Linked DNA regions of Gossypium arboreum: region 1 is linked to region 2. The links are chromatin contacts, called in public Hi-C maps. All regions are on one chromosome and are shown on one strand. Each heading gives the region's core, a stretch centred on a gene start, on an enhancer-like site or on the middle of the called end of the contact. The rest is flanking DNA. Distances are from core to core; before and after follow the strand shown. Region 1 holds the start of LOC108483979 (2,3-bisphosphoglycerate-dependent phosphoglycerate mutase 1-like). Region 2 holds the start of LOC108485449 (sulfate transporter 1.3).

Evidence for each region. A called contact is a pair of places that touch in the nucleus more often than the background predicts.
Region 1: a contact with region 2 is called in a Hi-C map of leaf, with 6 times the contacts expected there. The contact joins the promoter of LOC108483979 here to the promoter of LOC108485449 in region 2. A contact is called at or near these places in 2 of 5 Hi-C or Micro-C datasets (both in leaf).

What each region holds. Positions count from the first base shown.
Region 1 is chr6:138,089,930-138,096,323 of ASM2569848v2, forward strand. LOC108483979 (2,3-bisphosphoglycerate-dependent phosphoglycerate mutase 1-like) reads left to right here and starts at 2,224. Exons shown (of 9, transcript XM_017787560.2): 1 at 2,224-2,456; 2 at 2,946-3,211; 3 at 3,432-3,655; 4 at 3,830-3,948; 5 at 4,090-4,246; 6 at 4,338-4,439; 7 at 4,540-4,659; 8 at 5,245-5,312; 9 at 5,384-5,685. The coding sequence starts at 2,947. The coding sequence ends at 5,289. LOC108483980 reads right to left here. Exons shown (of 6, transcript XM_017787561.2): 6 at 5,783-6,394. The coding sequence ends at 6,021.
Region 2 is chr6:137,911,444-137,918,209 of ASM2569848v2, forward strand. It overlaps LOC108485449 (sulfate transporter 1.3), which reads left to right and starts at 3,449. Exons shown (of 15, transcript XM_017789286.2): 1 at 3,449-3,497; 2 at 3,627-3,741; 3 at 4,957-5,298; 4 at 5,398-5,446; 5 at 5,539-5,746; 6 at 5,828-6,002; 7 at 6,114-6,179; 8 at 6,267-6,380; 9 at 6,458-6,574; 10 at 6,691-6,766. The coding sequence starts at 4,966.

The DNA.
Region 1 (6,394 bases), core at 974-3,473, 180 kb after region 2:
GGGTCAAACCGGGTATAGGGGTGTTACAGACACAAAGTATGCGTCTTCTCTAAAAAGGTTATAGAGACACAAACAATGCAACACAAATATGTGTCTTCGCTGACCAGAAGTAGAGACACGAATAATACGTCTCCTTTAACAATGCTATCAAGACGCAGACAATACGTCTCTACAAACTGAGCTATAGTGTCGCACACATGTGTCCCCACTAACTAAAGGTAGAGACACAATGGATACGTCTCTATTGATATGCTTATGAAGATGCATGTCTCGCGTCACCATAGACTGAGCTATAGCGTCGCATACATGCGTCTTAACTAACTAGAGGTAGAGACACAGTGGATGCTTCTCTACTGACACAGTGAAGATGCATGTCTCGCATCACCATAGATTGAGCTATATAGTCACGTAAATGCGTCTCCACTAACTAGATGTAGAGACACAATGGATGCATCTTCATTGGCTGAGCTATGTAGACGTGTGAGTTTTTGCATCGCCAACCCTAAGAAGACATACCCAATGGTGACGCATGCGAATGCGTTGCCAAACTCTATAACGACGCCATTTCGTGTCTCATTAGAGTTCTCGAGTGTCACTATTGACCTATCTTGTTGTAATGTTACTAGTGTCTTTGACCGGGATTCGCTTGATATCGACTCACCAGCCCTATTGTGAAACAAATATCTGAACGTGTACATAACATAACGTACATGAAACTTCCTGCTACCGAAGCATAATGAACTTTTCTCATGTACTCTCTTTCTTTTACTATCTTAAGACAGTCCTCCAAAGAAAGATGAAGCCATACTACAAAGGGTTGAGTTCCCTTTTTTGAATATGTATTTGCATAACTTTCTAATATTTTGTCCATGTATGAAGCTTGTGATAATGTTATCATTTTGGTTTTTTATTATCCCTTAGTACTTGAATACCTAGAACAAAGTTAGGATTTCTCAAGTCCTTTATGTTATATTGTTGAGTTAATCACAATTTAATCGATAACAATGTCCCTATACAATTTCCAATGAGTAAAATGTTATCAACATTAGAATGAGAAAGATCACCTTTCCATCCCTAATATGTTTATAAACACAAGGTTCATTTAAGTTTTACTCAAATCTAAAAATTTTGATTGCTTGATCAAATTTTTAATTTGATAAGCAGAATACTTACTTAAATCCACATATAGATCTAAGCAATTTGCAAACGTTGATTTTGTTTATATAAATGCTCTTTCCAATATTTCATAATATTGAAATAATTTACATCCAGCAGGAATTTACTTCCAATTTATTTTCCAATCCCCAAAACAATTTATTATATAAGTTTTGGATTTGTTGAAACCATATAGGTCTTTTGCACTTGGGTTATACCTTAATTTAGTTTTTATATGATTTGGATAACTTTAAGGCAAAAGGCCAGGATTCCTAACAGCCCATGGCAAAAGAACAATGCTAGAGCATATTCTTTAGGATGCCAGCAAAGAAGTATTAGGCCCCCATAAACATGAAGTGTCCCCTTTTTTACCTTGGAAAAAAAACAAAGCAAAATATAAATTGGTCAAAGACCTCAGATTTTGGGGTAGGTTTTGGTAGGTGTGACAAAAAAAAAAAAAAGCCCCTTGAATGATACATTAAGCACGTGTAAGATAAAAAAACCCACCAAAAGATGGGGGGTTGGAGAATTGGAAAATGGAGTTAGGTGCTTTAACCTTGAGGCTTTGAAGGGTTGCTTCTTTTTCTTTATTCATTTGTTGGAGTTGAAGTAGCGTATGGTCCTTACAATCTCATCAAGGGTTGTCAAACATAGTATTTACCTTTCAAGTTTTCCAAATTTAATTTTGATTATCATTTGAATCATATATTTTATAATTCTACTTGTAATTTTAAATATGTTTTAAATTTGGAAATTAATAATGGTGACTCATAGTGTTCCTTTTATTATAATAAAGTTTTAATTATAAAAAGATTAAGTAGTCTTAAAATAGTATCATGCGACTGACAAATGTCTATAAATAAATAAAAATATTTTAGAAAAGAAACGCATTATAAATTTTAAAAGTCACTCGAATACATTACAATTTTTAGCTTGCTATTTTAAAATACTCATAAAAAATCATGCCATTTTGGATAATAAATTTAAATGTAATTAGGATTAAAATCTTAACTTTAAAAAGATAATGATTAAAATGATTAAATTCAAAATTTATGTATATTTCAATAACTAATAACAGAATTTGAAAACGAAGACAGAAAACGTGGGAAAACAAAATCAAGAAAACACCCAAGAAAATCCCAGCTTTTTCAAGGTTACTGAAGAAACAACAAAAACTGCAACTATAGTTTTCTTATATAAACCCCACCCCAAAGTCAGTTTTTCCAGGTACCCATCAACGCTAAATACCATCTTTCTCTTTCAGCATTGCGTTTCTTGCTTCTCACTTGTTGTCTTTCAAGGTTTGCTTTCTTCTTTCTTCTTCATTTTTTCTGTATTGAAACTTTTACTGTGTATTTGATTTATGGAACAAAACCCCATATGGGAAATGTTAACTTTGAGCTTTTGATCGGAGTTCCCTTTTTTATTTCTTGGATCTGTCATATTTTATAAAATATAGGGTGTTTGCTAAATTCTTGTTTCTATGATCGTCTTCTTGGCGGCCAAGATATTTGCCCTTTCTTCACTTTAAATGAATGGCTTTGCAAGTTTTTTATTTTTCTTGAGTTTGTTGCCTCTCTTTTAATGATGATTTGAGCTTTGTTAAATTTGCCTTTAACCCTAATTTAACTACTTATTTAGAATGAATAAAATCCCTTAGTGGCATAATCATTGGTGTTTTGTTTGTCTATAATGATGACTTTCTTTTTTCCTATTTGTGCTTCATTTTTGTCTAGTTATTGAAGGTGTTCTTAGATTTGCACTTTGCTTTGCTTATTTTGGATTTTCAGAATGGCCAATGCTATGTTGCAACAAACAGTTGGAGGAACTCTTCAGCTTCTCAGCAATTCCGGAACTCACTGCAATGTCGGGAACCGTTCGGTACGGTTGCTTCCCAAGGGGTTTAAGTTGGAAGTTGAGTTCTCAAAGAGAGGGATTTATAGTTCGGGAAAGAGGAAATTCAACGTTATTCAGGCATCAACGTCTCAAACCTCTGTTGTTGGTCCTCTTTTAGCTCCCTCAAGTAGTGACACCGTTGATTCTCACATGAAATCAAGTAAGCCAGATTGTCCTAGACATAGTTTCTTATTCAGTTAGCAAATAATATACCAAATGACAATGCTCCATCTTCCTTCATGATTATAAGCCATCGAACTGCACTATTGATTCCAACTAATGCAAGTGATTTGGTATTTCCTCATAACTTGGGGAACAAGAATTAGGTTCTTTTTTGGGGGGAATAATCTGATCTTTAATTTTCGGGATATTCATTGCAGATGAGGTAGCTTTGATACTGATTCGCCATGGTGAGTCTTTATGGAATGAGAAGAACCTTTTTACAGGTTGTGTTGATGTGCCATTAACCAATAAGGGAGTAGAAGAGGCAATTGAAGCTGGTCATAGAATCAGCAACATACCTGTTGACATGATATACACATCGTCACTAATTCGTGCACAGATGACTGCTATGCTAGCCATGACTCAACATCGCCGCAAGAAGGTGACTTGATGATACTTGGCAGTTGATGCTGCCATTGATAAAACCACTGACTTGTTTAGATGGTTTCGAAGTTATTTAAAACCTCATATCTACTTACTAGAAGTCCAAGAGCAGTTATTTTGTCATTCTTTGATTGATTAGACTGATAACCTATTAATATTGACCTGATGATAGGTGCCAATTATCCTTCATAATGAGGATGAGCGAGCAAGAGCGTGGAGTAAAATATACAGTGAAGACACCATAGAACAATCGATTCCTGTTATAACATCTTGGAAATTGAATGAAAGAATGTAATATTTTTTTTCTTTTTCTCCATATCATGACTAATCAAGTCATATTGCCAATGCCTTTCTGACGTCCTCTTATTGGCTGCCTCAGATTTTTTTCATTTTTCTTGCATGAATCATTCATTTACTATCTTCTTCGTGCAGGTATGGAGAATTACAAGGTCTGAATAAACAGGAAACTGCGGGTAAATTTGGTCATGAAAAAGTTCACGAGTGGCGCAGAAGTTATGATATACCCCCACCCAATGGCGAGAGTTTGGAAATGTGTGCTCAAAGAGCTGTTGCATATTTCAGAGATAATGTAACTTCTATATCTGGTTTTATCTATCATCAAATGATTGAAGTCCTTTAATACGACATAGTAGCGCCTCATAGCAAATCTTAATTTGCAGATTGAACCCCAACTTTTATCTGGAAAGAATATCTTGATTTCTGCCCATGGGAATTCATTAAGATCCATTATCATGTATCTTGACAAACTAACCTCCCAGGAGGTATGGACCCTTCTTTCGGTTCCATTCGGGATGTTTTCAATTTTTCCTAGTACTCTTTTTCTTATTATGCTGTATTCATTTTGTATTCTTCACGGGACAGGTTATTACTTTAGAACTATCCACTGGGATACCCATGCTTTACATTTTTAAAGAGGGAAAGTTCATTAGGAGGGGAAGTCCAGTAGCACCAACAGAGGCTGGAGTCTACGCTTACACTAGGGTATGCAACTTCCTCTCAGCATTATTATTGATATGTCATGGACCTGTGTAAAATTAGTTTATTCTACTGCTTTTATATATGTGATTTTGCTTCATGAAGCAAGAAATTTATAAAAGAGCTTTGGAAATAAAAAAGGACTAAGTAGTTGCTTTTTCAGTACTTTTTGAGAAGGAAAGGAGGTAGGGAATCAAGAAATGTTTGGGTTTTCAAACTTTTCCTTGGTCCATGCTTAAAGTCTTAGAGCTTGAGGAATGGCCTCGGAACTTCTGTGCAGAAAGGAAGGTGTTATCTATATATCCACATATGGCCATAGCTTTCTATCATAAAAGTAGCTTTACTTGGAAATAACTTGATTATGAAAGAAGCTTTTCTTGCTGAATTCATCATGTTGACACTATGCTTTGTTTTCTATCTTACCATTGATACCATAGAGATCTCGACCTCAAGAGGAAAAACAAGAAACTTTGCATTAGGATATACTTATCTCTTTATCATCTTGTTTTTGATGACTCTTTCAACCCTTTTACCTAGGATTATTAAGCTCAATTTAAGAGGACTAATACTTCTACCAATTAACTTTTGCAGAGGTTGGCTCAATACAGGCAGAAGTTAGATGACATGTTGACTTGACATATGTCCTTTTAAGTATAGAGGTAACATCGGATCCTGTATGCTAGCCCTCTTTCCGACTCTCGATAAATGTTAAATTTTTTTTTCTATTAAGTTTTCCAGGGCCGTCTTTTTGCATCACTACTGACATCACCATCTACGATTGTTCTGGTTACAATGTTGGACCAATAGCTCCGAAGGTTAGCTGTCGTCCAGTTGATTTTTCATATGGGTGCAGCAAAGTAGTTGCAAGTCCCTGCAGATGATTAGGTTAGGTAGGTGTGCTATAGATATACAATACTCATTTCCAGTTTTTACCGTCTTCAGTTTGTTGTGAAAATATGGACAGACGGGTTTGTCTTTGTATTAAGTTCGATTTTTTTTTTTTTGGTGCAATAAGAAAAAGTTTATCTGTTACTTTCTCTCTCTGTCTGTATGGAATGTTAACTAAGATACTATTACTTAAATGCCAAGGAAACCTTAATAAAAAAAGAAATAAAAAGAGAAAACTGCATGGTTAACCTATGTTGCATAAACTTTTAATCAAAGAGTGAGAAATGATAAAACAAGACAAGCTGTTATCAAAAGGATACATCAAATTAACCGAACGAAAAAACAATGAGATCCATTCAAAACGGAAGTTGTAATAGGCTTCATATTTCTAACTAGAACAGTTAAACAGTGCCGCTTACAGTCAGATCATCGTACCTTATTAGCCTCAGCCAAGACATGGTTCAAGTTTTGAGTCTCCTCTATCTGTAAAGCAATTCCTTGGAGCCATTACAATTATCACTGCCCTTAGTAACCAAGACACTTTTATCGGAAATGAGGCCTTCTGAATCTGAAACATGACTCGTGGAACCATCTACCTTGCCACTATCAGAGGCATCAGAATCAAAAGAATTCAAATCAACAGAAGATGTCGGCATGGGCTCTGGTGGAGCTTCTGATTTTGTCCAAAATGCGGGTATCCTCTTATCCTCTTCCCTCATCCTCTCAGCATACTTGTTGATGTCGAAACCTGAGTCATCGTTTCCACCAAAGGCAGACTCCAGTTTCTCCATTTCAAAAAGATCCTCCATTACTTTCTTGGTATTGGGATCATCAGTGTATACAAATTTTACTT
Region 2 (6,766 bases), core at 2,199-4,698:
AGTTTTAAAAATAATGGTAATAATATTAAAAAAGTAAATATAATGATGATAATAATATTAAAATAATAATAATAAACAAACGATATATTAATGATAATAGAAAATAATGATAATAATAATGGAAGTAATGAAAATAATAATAATAGAAACAATAGTAATAAAAGTAATAATAAAATGGAAAATAACAATGAAACATTAATAATAATATACGTGCTAATAACAATAATAATATAAAAAAAGAAAATAATACTATATTGATAAAAATAATAATAGTAGGTTAATAATAATTGTAATAAAAGGTAAAAATAAAAATAAAAACACTATTATGTTGCTACTACTAATAATAATAATAATAAAGAAAACAGTAATAGTATATAGAATAATAGTAAATTAATTATTTTATTATTATTAAAAATAACACTCTTCCCCTCCTATTTAAATCCGGCCATCGGTCCGGCCTTGCTCCGGCCACCGGACCTCCACGAGCCAGTGTTGGCACCACCTACACGGTGGTTGGACCTCAAAAAAAACCCTTTTTCGGCAATTCCAAAATGGGTAAACTTCTTCCCCTTATTTTTACTTTAGTATTAAAGAAACAAAATAAAATTGAAAGATAAAATAAATAACACTCTTCCCCTCCTATTTAAATCCGGCCATCGGTCTGGCCTTGCTCCGGCCACCGGACCTCCACGAGCCGGTGTTGGCACCACCGTACACGGTGGTTGGACCTAAAAAAAACCCATTTTCGGCAATTCCAAAATGGGTAAACTTCTTCCCCTTATTTTTACTTTAGTATGTAAAAAGAAACAAAATAAAATTGAAAGATAAAATAAAATAAACAAGGAACTTAAAACGAGAATAGACGAAAAAAACATCTCTTTTGCTTTGATTTTTGATTAATCTCGTGTATTTCTTGTATTGAGAGTCTCTCTTTTTCTTGTATTCAAATCTCTCTCTTTTTTTCTTCAAAATAAAAAACGAAACCCGATTACAATGGTTTTGAATGGCTTTTATAGCCAAATTTTACAACTTGTTTGCTAACCGATTGCCTCTTTCTTTTTGTAGTCAAATGGGGTGATGGAGGTAGTGGTTGGTTTAGTGGGGTGTTAATTAGACTGTTAATTTATTTGGTGTTTTGGGCTCTGCTTGTTGGGCCCGAGCAAAATTTGGGCTCTATAATTTATGTGTATTTATTTTGAATGATTTTTCTGTTAATTTTTTTAAAAAAAATTATAAATTTTTAATTTTATAATGGTTGAATCGATTGAACCAAAAACCGATGGTCCAATCGGTTCAACCATCAACCCCATTTTTCAAGGATTGATAAATTATTTCCATTTCTTTTCCATTTTCACCAATTTCTTACCCTCATTGTCTCATTTTCTTTTTTTTTTTTTTTTGTTTTGAGATAAAACAATAATTAGTCTTTGAAGTTGGCAAATATTTCTACCTTGGTCTCAGAACTTTTATTATCCACATTAGTGACAAAACTTGACAATTTTTTTTTAATTTGGTCTATGAACTTAGATTTCGTTAAGGTATCATGACATGACACTTTAAAATTGTCACATTATCATTCAAAAATGTTCTAAAATATTTTTTATTTTTAAATTTTATATACTTTTTTTTTAAATTTTCAAGTGATAAAATGGCACAATCTTAGAGTGCTACATAATCAAACCTTAATGGAATCTAAGTTCATAGAGCAAATTACAAAAGAATTCAAATTCGGGAACTAATATGGAAAAAAAAATTAAGAGGCAAATTTAAAAAGTTTACAAATTTAGGGATTAAATGTTAGAAAAAAGAGACTTAGGAAATTAGAATGGCAGCTTGAGGTGTGAATATCCCTATCCTTAAGGATATTTGATTTAACAAACATTATTATTTATTCAATAGGAAAACAATAAATAAAGAAGAGAATTTTGAAATAACAAAGCAAGTTTGGAAGAGAAGGTTAAGTGAAAATTGATTGAGTGACTTTGAATGCTATGATACGTAGTATTTATAGGTACAATGTATGTCAAAAAATAGAAAACAAATATTTGATTCTAACACTAAAATAATTTTGCCTAGTATCACTGATATTTATACTGAACTAAGCTTTCAAACTCAAACCTCGTACATGCTTACTTATCCTTTTTTTATTTCGCCTCTAATATGTATTTTAATAAATGTATATAAAAGATGTGAGATTTGTGTAATTCTGTCCAAGGCTTTCAAAATTCTCTTATATGTTAATAAATTTTAATTTTAAATTACATTGAAAAAATTAAATTAAAATTATATCTTGTTAAATAATCATTTAAACAATTTTCAATTAATACATTTAAAATAAATAAAATATTTTATAAATGAATTGAGAACATATCTTAAAACGACTTGAAAGTGCATGTTGAAATCGAATATTTTTTTAAAAAATTGATACATGGATAAAGAGAGTAAAACTACGGCCAAGAGGAACTAATAAAGGTAGTAGATGCGCAATAAACCCACTTCCAATGTGTGAGGGGAACCCACCCTTAAAGACGTCCATATTCAAACTAGTATTGGGTTTGGCATAGGCTGTGAGGGGAGACTTCAAAAAGTCGTTTTTTTGTCTTGTTTTGTAGTGTATGTTAGACTAGGGACTGAAAATGAAGTTGTTAAAGTAATGGCCATGCTTTCATCTCTGACTTTTCCTTTGCCCTTTCCCTCATTCATTCCGTCATTCAACCGAAGTTTTTTTATATTTACGTGTTTTAATCCCTCACGTTCGGTTGCCTGCAAATTTGGACTCAACCTATTCATTTTTCTTACATTATGGAAAATGAAAATTATAAATTATATTGAATTGAGACCCAATTGTGAAGTACTAAGTTTAAGGCAGGGGGAGGGGGAGGGGGAGGGGGAGGGGCTTTTGCCTCCTTGGTTGAAATGATTATATTGTTATTTTAATCCTCCTTAGAAAATTATAATTTATGCTTTTGGCCCTTGCTTCAAATACTGTATATCAAGGTTGGAGATACAGATAGAAAGCAATTCTGCCATTTTGTTGGTATACAGTCTGAGAAATGGAGACCCAAAGTGAGAAAGAAGAGTAACATTTGCTATGTAAAAATATTATAAATTTATATTTCTGGATAAAATATTATGTGTTGTAAGCATATGCCAAATATTATTAGAATCCACACATAATTTAGGTAAAATTAGATAACAGAAAGCCCAAAAGATCTTATTTTTATCTCTTACGAAAAGTTATTATTTTTTATTTCAACTTATTATTCTATATTCCTATTTTTATGGAAAAAAACAAGAAATAAATGAAAAATCCGAGAAAATGGCAAGAAAGTAAAAAGAAAGTAATGCGGGTTCAATGAACCTGGACCACATTTGGGTTCTCTCCCGGTGATCTAAGGTTTCTCCTGCCAATGGGTTTATTTGTTTAAAATCAATATATATATATTTAAAAGTGACAAGGCGAAATATGAGGACCATCAAGTGTGGAAAGCAAAAAGGTGAGCTTTTGAAGTGATTTTAAACGGTCCCTTTTTGGCATTTGCATGAAATAGAAATTCCTCTCTTTTTTTATTGCCCTTCTCTGTATGTTACTATTTATTGTCCTTTCTTTATACATTACTTTTTAGGGAGGTTTATATACAAATTCCATTTGAAGTAAGCTTTAGCTTTAGCCTTGGCCTTTGGAACTGGGGTGGGGCAAGGTGGGGTCTTCCACTATCAATGGCTTCTGTATGAGAGGAGGTGAGACACACAGACTTTGCTATCTTATCCTTTATTCTGATTCTATTAGTTTGGAACTTTCATATGCTTGTTGTTAATTATATGAACCATCTGGGTTCTTTTCTGGGTTTATAAAGCAGAAATTTGTAGTCATGGTATTGTAAATTGTGATTATAATTTCATGAAATTGGTGAGAGATTTTCTAGTTTGTTTTTGTTTCCATTTTTGCACTACAAGCCAAGAGATTTCAATTAATTATTCGTGTCCTTGGGTCCCCTAGGAGGGATTTTCAAAATGGGACCCTTAACAATACATCAACTAAGACTTTTATACAAATAAAACTGAAAAGTCTCTTCTTAATGTATGGCTGCTTGTGATTGACTGCAACTTTTTCCATCTTTTCCCATATAACATTAACAGAAGCCGCATCAAATCAGTTGTTCTTTGTGCTTGTATTTTTTGCAAATGAGCTTTTCATGATAATTAATAACAAGGAAATATACATAAAAAGGCACAGAGAAAGAGGTGGCTAAAGACTTAAAATTTCTGGTTTGTGCTTCCCAAACTGCATATTTTATTCTAAGCACCACATTTTTACAAGTAATTGCTTGCATCAATGACTAGATATTGAATGATCTATATGTTTATTTTGGTACCACTTCTTGTTTGCTGTTTATATAACATGTAAAAAGGATCCGGATATTGAAATTGATGCTATTCATATGATAATTTAGTAAGTGAAGATGAATGTTTATTTACTTTTGGTGATAGTATTTCTGTAAATTCTATTACCAGGAGACTCTTTTTTGCTTTTATTAAAATTTTACACTAGATTCATGCATTGTTGATGCTTAATTCTCTCTTTTAGCTTGTAAAGTTTGACCTGGAATCCTATTAACACTTATATAAGCAAGATCATATCAAGGATTTATCCAAGTTCAATAGGATTTTGCAATCTCTAAACCATTACTCCACTTTCTTTGGTTAGTTTAAGCATCTTCATTGTGTTCTAATGCCATGAACTATATTCAATTTCTTTGGATGGCTTGACATTTTGATGTTCTGTTCTTTAATATCAATGCTCTGTTTGTCTATTTTAGGGCTAAGAAACTAAATAAGTATACATCAGTGTGGTGTTTTTCATGGTTTGCATGGATTCTTGCATTTTGCTATTAATTCCCTGCAACATTCAGCAGTGCACTTTTTCTGATAAGACTTAATTTTCATGTTGTACAGATTAGTGACATGGAACCCAACTCTGCTTCAAGCATTGAAGCTGAAACCAAAGAGATGGATGTTAGAAGCCTGTCGGCCTCACACCAACACTCGCAGTATCTTCACAAGGTAGGGATTCCCCCTAAGCAAAACCTCTTGAGGGAATTCACTGCCAGGGTGAAAGAAACATTATTTGCCGATGATCCTTTGCGTCCCTTCAAGGACCAACCAAGGTCTCGAAAGCTTGTCCTCGGCATCGAGGCCATCTTCCCGATTTTCGAATGGGGAAGGAGTTACAACTGGAGAAAATTTAGAGGTGATCTCATTGCTGGACTCACAATCGCGAGTCTATGCATTCCTCAGGTAGATTTTGCTATACTCCTAAAACATACATAGAGGCCATTAACTGTTAATTGTTAATGAACCTCCAATAATTTTCATATGTATTTTCTTGGAAAATAGGACATTGGTTATGCAAGGCTAGCAAACTTGGCTCCACAGTATGGACTTTGTAAGTTTTCATGTTATTTATCATCACCTTCCATTGTTAGTCTTTTTGTTGGAGTTGTCTTGAGGTTTTTATTATTGTTTTAACAATTACAGACTCCAGCTTTGTTCCACCATTGATTTATGCCTTCATGGGAAGTTCAAGGGACATCGCGATTGGACCAGTTGCTGTGGTATCTCTTTTACTAGGGTCAATGCTTTCAAATGAGATTGACCCTAATCAAAATGAAGCCGAGTATCTGCGGCTTGCATTTACAGCTACCTTTTTTGCTGGGATCACTCAAGTAACTCTTGGTTTTCTCAGGTAATTCTATATTTTACTCTCTGAATTAATAGTATTTGCTTCTAGCATTCACTAATCTATGTTTTGAAAAAAAAAAATTAGGTTGGGATTCTTGATTGACTTCTTGTCACATGCTGCCATCATCGGTTTTATGGCTGGAGCTGCGATTACAATCGCCCTCCAACAGCTTAAAGGTCTTCTTGGTATAGAAAAATTTACAAAGAAAACAGATATTATTTCTGTAATGCGCTCTGTATGGGGCAGTGTCCATCATGGAGTAAGCAGCCTTCCATCTTCCCAAGCTAAAATACAAAGCTTTCCGAACTTATATCAATTTAATCATTCGCTACTTCCCAGTTACTAAATCTATATGGTTCTACTTCTGCAGTGGAACTGGCAGACTATACTCATTGGAGTTAGCTTTTTATCCTTCCTGCTGTTAACCAAGTACATTGTAAGAGCCTCTAAGTACTATTCCAATTTACAAACTATTTATCGGGCCTGTGAGCATTTCCTAACTTTTACATGCTTTGAAAAATAGGGGAAAAAGAGCAAGAAGTTCTTCTGGGTGCCTGCAATAGCTCCTTTGATATCAGTTATTCTCTCCACCTTTTTCGTTTATATAACACATGCAGAAAAGAAAGGAGTCCAGATTGTAAGCATCTTTAACCTATAATAATCTTTAAGTCCAATACTGCAATCTCTTAGTTGAATGTTTTCTCATATATGCAGGTGAAAAACATTGAGAAAGGAATCAATCCCTCATCAGTAAATCAAATTTATTTCACTGGTGACTATCTTCTTAAAGGTTTAAAGATTGGTGTTGTGGCGGGTATGATAGCATTGACGGTACGCTATCTTTTCTTTACTATCCATCTTCACCCACAAAGGAAATTAATTAACTGCCTCTAAATGGACCTTTTTCATGTTTTCATCTTTTCTTCTTTGTTGGGTTAATTTAACAGGAAGCTGTGGCCATTGGGCGAACTTTTGCTTCGATGAAAGACTATCAACTAGATGGAAACAAAGAAATGGTGGCAT